Linked DNA regions of Zea mays: all the other regions are linked to region 3. The links are chromatin contacts, called in public Hi-C maps. All regions are on one chromosome and are shown on one strand. Each heading gives the region's core, a stretch centred on a gene start, on an enhancer-like site or on the middle of the called end of the contact. The rest is flanking DNA. Distances are from core to core; before and after follow the strand shown.

What was found. A called contact is a pair of places that touch in the nucleus more often than the background predicts.
Region 1: a contact with region 3 is called in a Hi-C map of leaf, with 6 times the contacts expected there. The contact joins the promoter of LOC103646334 here to the promoter of LOC109944496 in region 3. A contact is called at or near these places in 11 of 25 Hi-C or Micro-C datasets (bundle sheath, ear, endosperm and 5 more).
Region 2: a contact with region 3 is called in a Hi-C map of leaf, with 4 times the contacts expected there. The contact joins the promoter of LOC100274102 here to the promoter of LOC109944496 in region 3. A contact is called at or near these places in 4 of 25 Hi-C or Micro-C datasets (ear, leaf and tassel).

The regions. Positions count from the first base shown.
Region 1 is chr2:41,368,219-41,371,887 of Zm-B73-REFERENCE-NAM-5.0, forward strand. LOC103646334 (ABC transporter G family member 51) reads left to right here and starts at 1,633. Exons shown (of 24, transcript XM_008671066.3): 1 at 1,633-2,352; 2 at 2,570-2,690; 3 at 3,076-3,164; 4 at 3,404-3,488; 5 at 3,640-3,669. The coding sequence starts at 2,051.
Region 2 is chr2:41,250,464-41,253,819 of Zm-B73-REFERENCE-NAM-5.0, forward strand. LOC100274102 (Per1-like family protein) reads left to right here and starts at 1,849. Exons shown (of 6, transcript NM_001148481.1): 1 at 1,849-2,100; 2 at 2,190-2,315. The coding sequence starts at 2,212.
Region 3 is chr2:41,644,456-41,647,740 of Zm-B73-REFERENCE-NAM-5.0, forward strand. LOC109944496 (disease resistance protein Pik-1) reads left to right here and starts at 1,909. Exons shown (of 3, transcript XM_020549280.1): 1 at 1,909-1,961; 2 at 2,120-2,198; 3 at 2,316-2,810. The coding sequence starts at 1,956. The coding sequence ends at 2,674.

The sequences.
Region 1 (3,669 bases), core at 383-2,882, 280 kb before region 3:
CAAACGATACCTATATTGTTATATGTAATCAAAAAGAAAGGACAAAAACCTTATGGTGGTCGGTCTCCATTGAAATTGTCAGGGCCGACCCCTGAGGGCTGAGGCCATGCCACGGAGGCGACGGCCATGGTCCCAAAATTAATAGGGATTCAATATTTAATATCTATCTATACCATTATATAACTCACCAGTTTAAATTTTGTAAACTCATCCAACCAAATAACCTATACACCCATAATCTTCACTACATCCACCAAATAAATTGCTCTCATACTTAACACACCATGAAAACCAATTAGCCTAAGGGAATCAGATTAGAACCCGCATTCATTGTTCTGCTATTCTCATTTTCGTCTTTTCTATTCCCCTTCCACTCAAAGCCCATTCAAATTCCCATTTTCCCGTACAACCCACGTCTACCTAAAATTTAAAACACAAATAGTCTAAGGGAATCGGATTAGAACCCGCGACCCCTCAGGCAAATGCGAGTAATAGCTATCGCTACACCACATGTGTGTTTATGTCACATCTATGAGACTATAACAGGAAAACATCTACTACATCTCTCCTCAAGCCCACCTGCTACTCTTGCACAATGCGTAGTAGTAGATAAGTATCAACGAGATTATTGAATTATATTTTGGATGAAGGGAGGAGTATTTAAAAAGGACCTTACATGCATTTTTTTGTTTGAATAATGTTTTTAACTTAAATTACCTTTTTTGCATGCATGACATTTATTCTCCATAATATATTTTTTTCCATGGATCCGATTTGTGAGTCATTTTCATAAATCAATGACAAGGATGAATCCATGTTTCTTACTTGGAAACCTCGAACAAACACCACCAGCAGGAGGCGCTCACGTTGGTGTCGTTCATCGACGATGAGAAGAAGCATGACGACTACCAGTTCGACCTCTGAAAGTAGTCCTACGTGACCGCATGCGCCGCTGTGCACGACAAGCTCTGGCACAGCCGCCCCCTTGGATACGGTCCAGAGCGGCTGCATCGCGCTGTCGATCATCAAGCAGGGGGACCTCATGGCCGTCGCCAACGTCGGCGACTCTCGGGTTGTTCTGGGCATCGCATCCGACGACGACGCCATCACACTGTCCAGCTCATCGTCCACTTGAAGCCCAACCTGCCACGTAAGTCGCTCTTGACCGGGCATAAATTCTTGTACGCTGTGACGACGGCTGTTGCTGACGTTGTGCGAGTGTCTTCGAACATGATGTATTATATGTTTCCATTGCAACGTATGGATACTCACCTAGTTAAAGTTGATGAAGTTAAACTACGCCAAATAGAGCCTAAAAGTCCTATTGAACAATTTTTTTTTTTGGAACGAAGAGACGGTTTGATTTCCTAGGCCCACAACGATGTTGTGGCCCTAGCCGCCCTAGACAGAAATCCAAACAGATCCGTACCTCCAATGCAACTTGTTGGATTACAACGCGTACCGGTGGCGCGCAGGACTACCGTCGATCTCGGGCGCGTACGGTACGTAGCTGTCCCAACAGCCGCCGCCGCCGCCGCCTCGTCTCTGTGGTGGTGGAGCTAATTAATAGGCTAATAGTAGCATGCATGCGAGGCAGCGACCTCGCGCCTCCACGGCTCCACCGCCAGCAGTACCTTCCCAGTGTTTTTGTGGGAAATTGGGTTAGTTTCTTACTACTCTGGTGCTCATCGTTCACATCCCAGAGAGAGACGCGCCCGATCCGATCACATTGCCGCCGCGCCTCTCCGACTCTCATCCCATATAGGAGTACACTTCCCCCCTCAGGGGAGAACCGTGCGCGTTTTGTTTTCCTCTTCTATTAGTAGTTCTTGCAACCTCTATACATACGTATCTAGTTGTCGTAAGAGACAGAGACTCATCGCTGCACCTCCAGATTAGATCACGGCGGAGGCAGAGGGAGAGGCCAACCTATACCTACATAACGTCTAGTCGCAGAGACTTAATTAGTATACTGCACTTCCAGACCAGGCCAGATCAAGGCGGCGGACGCGCAGGGGCGGGGGCGGGGGCGGAGGCGGAGGCGGAGGCGATGGCGGCGAGCGGCGCCGTCCAACCCCACGTGGCGTTGGATGTCAATGTGGAGGAGGACGCCAACGACGACGAGGCGGCCGACCGGCTCTGGGCGACCATCGAGCAGGTCGCCTCCCCTCAGCGGCGCAACCTCGCGATCGTCGCCCTCGACCCCGGCAGTGCATCACAGAAGAAGGAGGAGGTCATGGACGTGCGGAGGCTCGACCGCCGCGGCGCCCAGCGCGTGCTCCAGAGGGCGCTGGCCACCGCCGACTGCGATAACGCGAAACTCCTCCGCGGCATCAGGGACCGCCTTGACGCGTGCGTAATGCAGCAGATCTCCTGCCTCCTCCTCGTCCTCCTTCGATCTTCAATTTTTGTTTTTTTTTACTTTGATCCTGTCGCCTATGCTAAACCCCATTGATCGATTATTACTAGTTTCTATGATTTGCCTACTACTACTATTTGCGTGCGTATTTACTGAATATATATATGGTGTGGATCCCAATAATTACTGCATGCTTATTTGGTCGTGAAGGGCGGGACTGGACGTGCCACGGGTGGAGGTGAGGTTCCGCAACCTGACGGTGTCCACGGAGGTCCACTACGGCCGCCGGGCGTTGCCAACGCTCCTCAACTACGTCCATGACATTGCCGAGGTATATATGGAGGATATGATTCGTCTTTTTCTTTTCTTTTTTACGTGCTGGGTAGGGCAAAGCGCGGATCTTCTCATGATTTTAATTTGCTTGCTCGGATAGCGACTGCTTCATGCCAATGCCATCGTGTGATTAGACTGTCCACGTCAGGACGACCTTTGATCAGCAATAGTCCTGTGACGCGTTGTTGCCAGTTTCCCTTTGCACGCTATGGGTACTTAAATCTCGTCACGTGTGCAGTTACGGCTGACAGATGCAACTAGCAATTTTGACATGCTCACAGTTTTAGTTTATACATGACAACTGTGTACCCTTTTTTAATGTTATTATTATTACACCAGCTGCGACCGGTTGCTAATACGTAGTACCTTCTATCCTCGTGCAGAGGCTTTTAATTTGCTGCCATCTTTTACGTCCTAAGAAGACCAAGCTCACTATTCTGGATGATGTTAGTGGGCTTCTACAGCCTGGGAGGTGAGAAACGATACTTGTTACTGCGCGGGGCTCTGCATGAACGCAAACTCATCTCACACACTCCGAATAACTTAAATTTATATCCACACACGCGCGCGCCAGAAAATAATTCACTTCATAATCCTTTAGTGAAGGATTGCAAGCACTCATTTACTAGCTAGTAGTGTGGAATTTGTAATAGGTAATAACTGCTGATGTTGTTTTCTTGTTTTGTTTTGTTTTGTTTTGTGTGGAGAAAGAATGACACTGTTGCTGGGGCCACCATCATCTGGGAAATCGACGCTCTTGTTGGCCCTTGCTGGTAAACTGGATCCTCAGCTAAAGGTGACCTTGACATTTTTGTCTGTGAATTGGTTTTTCTGGGGAGTTTTCTTTTTTATTCTCTCACATAATCAAACCAACTTGCCTAATCTATTCCATTACTATGTTCTGTATCATTCTTGCCATATCATTTTTCCTTGTCATATTCTGACAGAAAACTGGACAAGTAACCTACAACGGAACT
Region 2 (3,356 bases), core at 599-3,098, 390 kb before region 3:
TTTATGTGGTTTTGTGGACTGTAGGAAAAAAAACGCTCGATAAACTCACCGATCAACCTGGAAATCTGATACCAATTGATGTAGCTGAGGTGCCCGATCTTTCGGCGAGTAGAGATAATTCCGATTTGGCGGAAGATGGCCCTTGCGATCCGACTACGACGAGCAAGCCCGAGGCGCCAATGCAATCGCTGAACCAACTCCCTGTGGTTACCGACCTTGCTGATGCGAGATCGGCCTGATCACGAAGATCGTTTCCTGTGCGCAATCGAAGAACGAACAAGAACAAGATGCGAGCAATCTAATCTATTACTCGAGGGTGGAGTTCTGAATACACGAAGACAGCGCAGATTTGCGCGTGTTCGAGAGTAGCTAAGGCTAACGTAAAACAAAACTCCGAAAATAAAGGAGGCGCAGCTCCTGAATAAATAGAGAGGGGGCGCAGCCCCTAGGGGCGGCCAACCCTAGGTCGTCCATTATGGGCCGCAATTGGGCTGGTCGTCTATTCTTCCGGGCCTTCGTTCTTTAACAACATGATGTAGTTCAATTCTCTTGCACGGGCCCGAGTCACTGGCCCAGGTGGAAGGGGTGGCGCCTGGGCTAGAGAAGGTGCTGCTGGTGTAGATGTGCTCGTGTTGGTGTTGATGTCCGCATCACCTACCCTATCACTAACGGGTCGGCGTCAACCGTCCACTCTGTAACGGTCCAACCGCAGGGTGGCGCATAGGACATCGTAACCCGAGAGCGGATGAGAATATAAAGGAAGGAATTTGGCACATGGACGATCGGACAATCCGACGTTGTGGCCCGGTCAGTCTGTAAGAGTAGCCCGAACAGTCCGCGATTAGATTAATTTAGGCTGGAGTTCTTAACTCTTGCATGGTTATCGTAATGACCTATGGGAAACTGTTCCTCTTCTATAGGGTCTCTATTGGAAGGCGAGATCTAGGTTATACATGAAGCCCTCTGCGCCATCCCGAACGGTCCGCCGTCTACATGCAGACGGTCCGTGTACCTACAAAGAAGAGTGTAGTTATCTGCTCCACGACGGACGAACTGGTGTTCAACCGCGGATCGTCTGGTGACCTATCACGAATCGTCTGGCTCCTCGCAGAGAGGTCCCCAAGATCTCATTCTTCGAGAGCGCGATATAGAGATCATTGATGTTTGGATAAAAAACGTCAACGAAATGGGCAAACTTTAGTGCTACATATTTTTTTTAAAAAAATACTAGAAAACATTTATTGAATAATTTGACTTTTACAATTTAACTTATAATAAATTACTTGTCTCTATTATACTATTCTTCCCATTGGTGCAGACTTTTATTGAACCGTTTCAAAAACGTCACATCATTTTTTTGTCTATAAAACTATACATCATAAGTTTCATATAAAAAACTCTATCACCTTCTATAAACTCTCTTTCTCTCTCTCCTTATGAATCTTCGTGTCATCATACTTGTTAATATGATGGGATATCTAATGAAGATAAAGGTTAAATGAAATCACTACAGGGATAACCTTGTGCATCTTGCTTCGAGAGAGCTGTAGTTTTTATTTCTAACCATTATTCCGTTTATCAATTCATGTAGCAGTTTATGGTCGTTCCATGTAGCAGTTTATGGATTCTTTTCCCGGTTGAAGGAGGTTTGGACTAGGCTGAAACGAGACGGCGGGGCCCCATCGTTGTCACAGCCAGTCTACTCCGGCGGCCCAGCCCACGTACAGTCGAGCAGGCGATCTCGCACCCCTGGTCGCCTGGTCAGCAGTGAGCAGTCAGCGGCTGCGCGCCGCCTCGTCGGGACTCGGGGGCAGAGCTGGGGCTATCTCTTGAGCTGGTGGTCAGGTACTCAGGAGGTCATCCATGATCCATCCTGATTCTCCCTCGTCCTGCTCCCCTTTCCTTGGCCGGCCGGCGCGCGGAGTGGAGGTCGACCGACATTGAATTCCCTCTTTCCTTCTTTGCCGCTCAATTGCCCCCTTGCTCCGCGGGAAGCTGGCCACCGGTCCTGCCTGCGCAATCCATTTTGTTCGTACTATTATTGTGTAACCATTGTGCTCCGTGGAGCCGTAGAGGTGGAGATCTGGGTTGCCATTTCCAGTAAGCACCCTGATTTGCTTACTTTTGCTCCGTCCGCTATATGTCCTGGCCTCCTGGGTATTCTTCCTGATTTCACTAGGATTTCACAGGACCCTGGCCGCGTCCGCTGCGATGGGTCGAAGCGTCTGGGCGGTTCCGTTGGCTTCCCTTCTTGCGTTTGGTTTGGTGCTCGGCTCCGTCGAGGCCAGCCTCGGGGATGTTGATCCGCGTTACAGGTGAGCTGCATCTCTGTGTGTCTCTCCTCAATCTCTACTTGTCTCCAGCAGTACTAATTAGTTATGCACCGATTATTTTCTGTTGCTCAAGACATGAAGCAAAACCCTGCTTGATCTAGATTCTTGTAGGAGGATTTCCGATTTCATAGTCCCACTGTTGTTATTGTTAATCCGGTAAATCTTGGACAGGACATAACATCTATGGTCTGTTTATGACATGTAAAGATAATGATGTGTTAGTGTGTTACCGTTTGAATGTGGCTGATGACTACTCCCATGCTAGCTAGTTTGCTGCATAGTAATATATCAATTTGAAATAGGGTCCCTCAAAATAGATCACACGCGCACAGCTGAATCTCTGCGGCAAACGGTCATTTGATTAAGTTAACACTTGCTTTCTATGCCAAGTGGAACATGTATCAGTGTCTTATGAGACGAGATGTGAAGCAATAAGGCATGAGCTTTACTAGAACAACTTGATTGCCTGGTGTGTAATTTTGTAACAACGAGTTGGTTCTAGGATCCTAGCAAACATTACAACATCAACTTGGAAATAAGAATTTGGTTAATTATGTCTTATTTGGATTTGATGACATATTATGAACTAAACTTGCTATCTCTACACCTAAAAAGACTCTGACGTCATCTCTTGGTGACACCAAATCTTGATCCTTGCTCATGTGTCCGTGTTCGATATGAATCATCCTTCATTCACAGCTCATGTGTTGTCGTCCTACCCAATTTCGATACGAAAACCAGATCTCACGTCCGCATCCAATTACTGAGGTTTATGGCCATGGTGCAGTACACAGGCATATATCTAGTGTACCTAGAAAAGCCAAAGCAACTTACAATTTCGGACAGAGGGAGTACTATTTGTGAGAATGCAATAAGTTTTGAATTTATTGAATTTGACCCTATGACTTGTATATTGTGTCCATTACATTACTAGGCTTTTGAGGCTTGAGCATTGTGCCTGATAAAAACACTGCACGAAGGAAGCCTGAACCTTTGATGAGTTTTGCTGGGCCAGGTTGTGAT
Region 3 (3,285 bases), core at 659-3,158:
CCCCACCTTCAGACCATCATAGTCGAAGCATTCCGACACTTAGGACGAAGTACCACCTGACACACAGGAAAAGGTTTTCACCACCACGCACCGTAAACTACACTCATACAGTAGCTGACATAACAACACTCGACCATCCGAGCTTCACGTTTCGGGATTGTCACACCTGGTTTCAGAAGGCATACGACCGAACACTAACCACGTGCCAGGATCAGAACTCACGTACACAGCGATTACATAAATGACTCATCATCACACAATGCTTCGAATAATCATTAAGAGTGGGTAATATTATTACATATCAGAGTCATAAACATCATTTATATCAAAGAACACAGAATAGAAAAGTACCCAACGTAATTAAACCTTTCACACACAGCTGACTGGGGAAGGTCACTATCCTGATTCTCGAATTCGTCGAAGTCTTATAACTCTTGGGGATCCGCTTCAATGTCTTTCTCTTCGCGTGATGAGTGGTTGTATCGAGAGCGACCTGGTGAGGGATTAACGTGGACGCTTCTAAATAGTACAATTGCTATATGCTATTTTCTCACATGTTTTTTCTCTCTGTCTTTTTATGCAGCTATATATTTCCTAGATGTTACATTTGGAAGTGTTATGCAGCTATATATTTCCTAGATGTTACATTTGGAAGTGTAGAATATGTCCGAGCGTGTTAAGGAAAACCAATTTTAAACCGTTTTTAGGACTTCTACCATTATTTGTTACATTACGAAATATCTAAAACCGAAATCAGATGTGCACACATTTCCCTGTTGCTTTACTCTGAGACAACAACGTTTTTTTTTCCATATAGTGAAACTTTCTAGTAAAGAAAGAGTGGCCGGACGAAGCAGCTTGTGGAGTTGTGGTTGCCAAGTAGATTGAAAGGTATACAGCATCAATCAGCTCGCTAGAAAATTCAACGATTATATATGATTAGAAAATGGCCGTGTAATAAGAGCTCAGCTACTAACGCTGTGTGTCCTTTCAGGGGATCTGGTGTTGACCCATCAATCGCCATCAAGACAGGATAAAGCAATCAAGAGGACTGGTCTATATATATATATGGTCAAGTAATTTAATTAGCGTTGCAAGTGGAATAATACAATGTACGTACTTACGTCGCTTTTGAGCGAGCGAACGGGTTTACACCTCGGTCAGCATGTTCAGATTGTGCGGTGTGCAGCTTCTTCTGAAAGTGTGCTTAATATATAAGCGTTAACAGAAACAGAAAGTGTGCTTAGCGCACTAATTAATAATGAAGAGCTCAGTGCTGTAGATTTGGGTTCTAATTGCTCCATGGGTACGTGTAAAAAGGTGATAATTAATTCTTCACTTTGCGTTAAGCTCTTCTTTCCTCGTTGACTTGCTGTCAACTCCTTCTGTACGTCATGGCTGACTGATGAATAGGATTTCTGGTGAACAAACATCCAGAAAAAACTGAAACGACCTCAGCCCTAATTCTATTTGTAAAGAACAGCACGCACACACACAATCAGACAATCGGTGTTGCTTTAGTAGTCAAGCGCCAAGGTTCAAACACGAGAAATTTTAAACAAGGAAATGCCAAGAGATCAACGATCAGCCCTATTATTCCGTTGAAGAAAGTGTGATCACAGGCACGCGTTCACAGAAGTGCCGCAGTAGCCCGCAAGAGTTTCCTCGACGTCAATTCTTAGACTAAAGCTTAGCACACCACGGCGTGTGTAGAAAGGCTCGATCGGTTGGTTAGTCTGGTTGAGATCGATCTTCTAGACAAATTAAACTGCCCGGAATCTTCTTAGCAACTGGGTATTACTTTAAAGTACGACGTGTGCGTTCCTTGGGTTGGGCCTACTACACGGCACCTTCTTCCTAGGTGTATATAGGTTGGATAAGGGACGTCCTCTCTTTGCACAACAAACTCAGTTTCCAAATTAGCAAATTAGCAAGCAACTGAGTGCAACAGAAACATGAAGGTAACATGTTTTTTTTTCTGCTTCTTTTTTTTTCTGCCGGGAAGAGTTTGTCTCTTCGATGGACCACGGCATCTAGCTCTTTTGTGTGTGTGTGCCTCTAGCCCTCCAGCTGATGAAACATCTTCTTGGGCTTTTTTTTGATATTATTCGGGTCCCAGCAAAGGATTGTGATCAAGGTGCAGATGACCTGCGACAAGTGCCGTAAAAACGCTCTGGCTCTAGCTTGCTCGACATATGGTAAGCACTGCGTTACTGATCGCAGTGACCCGTGTCTGAACGCCCAGCCGCCTCTCGCGTGGTCGAGGAGCGGCACAGCAGCTGATCGTGTCTGTGACTGTGACGTCTTGGTTGCAGGAGTGCAATCGGTGGGGATCGAGGGTGAGGAGCGGGACCACCAGCTCGTGGTGATCGGCGACGGCGTCGACGCCACCTGCCTGGCGAGCGGCCTGCGGAAGAAGGTGAAGGCGGGCAGGGCGGACATCGTGAAGGTGGAAGCGGTGGGCGACGAGAAGGAGGCGACGACGAAGGACGACGCGGCCGCCAGTAGTGGTAGTAATCCTAATCCCGTGGCCGGGTGGCCGCCGCAGTGGTACCCCTACCATCCCGGCTACTACTGCCCAGGGCCGGGCGTCGTCCACCCGTACGCCGGCCACTGCCTTGTCGAAGACCCTTGCGCCGACGACGAGGCTCCGTGGCGGTGCACCATCATGTAGCAGGGCACTCATCGATGGAGTGTAGTATAGGCACTAGGCAGCAGCATCTGATCAGTCTCTTCGACCAGTAGAGGGGAAAAAGTATTTCACTACCACGACATGAGATGCAAGAAAAACATTTTTCCATATTCGTAAAGCTTGACTTGTTTCTATTGGGATTCAAATCTAGTCTATCTCAATTGCTTGGGGGTAAAAAAGCTTTATTGTTGTTGTTGATACAAATTGTTCAAATTCCATAATGTGGTAGACAACACGTTATCCTATTTTATTGAAATACATTAAGAAGTTTTCGTCCTTACGTAAGTTTTTAAATCTATAGGTTTGATTTAGTACTACTAGCGTGGCCTATGAAATAATCATTAACATATAATTTTAACGTAAATCGTAATGTATTCGAGAGAATATTTTATTTGAGTGGCCGCTCCATCCATCGAATATGAACCAAATATTTTCAAAATGGAAAAAAAAATCTATTTAACCACCTGGATTAATAATGGATGTCTACTTTACCTCTCTCTTCTAAGACCAGATATTCTACATATATCAAACTAAAATTAAATAAATAACCTTCTGAGCCTGATTTGGTGAATCGGATGGGATCCATAGAGAAG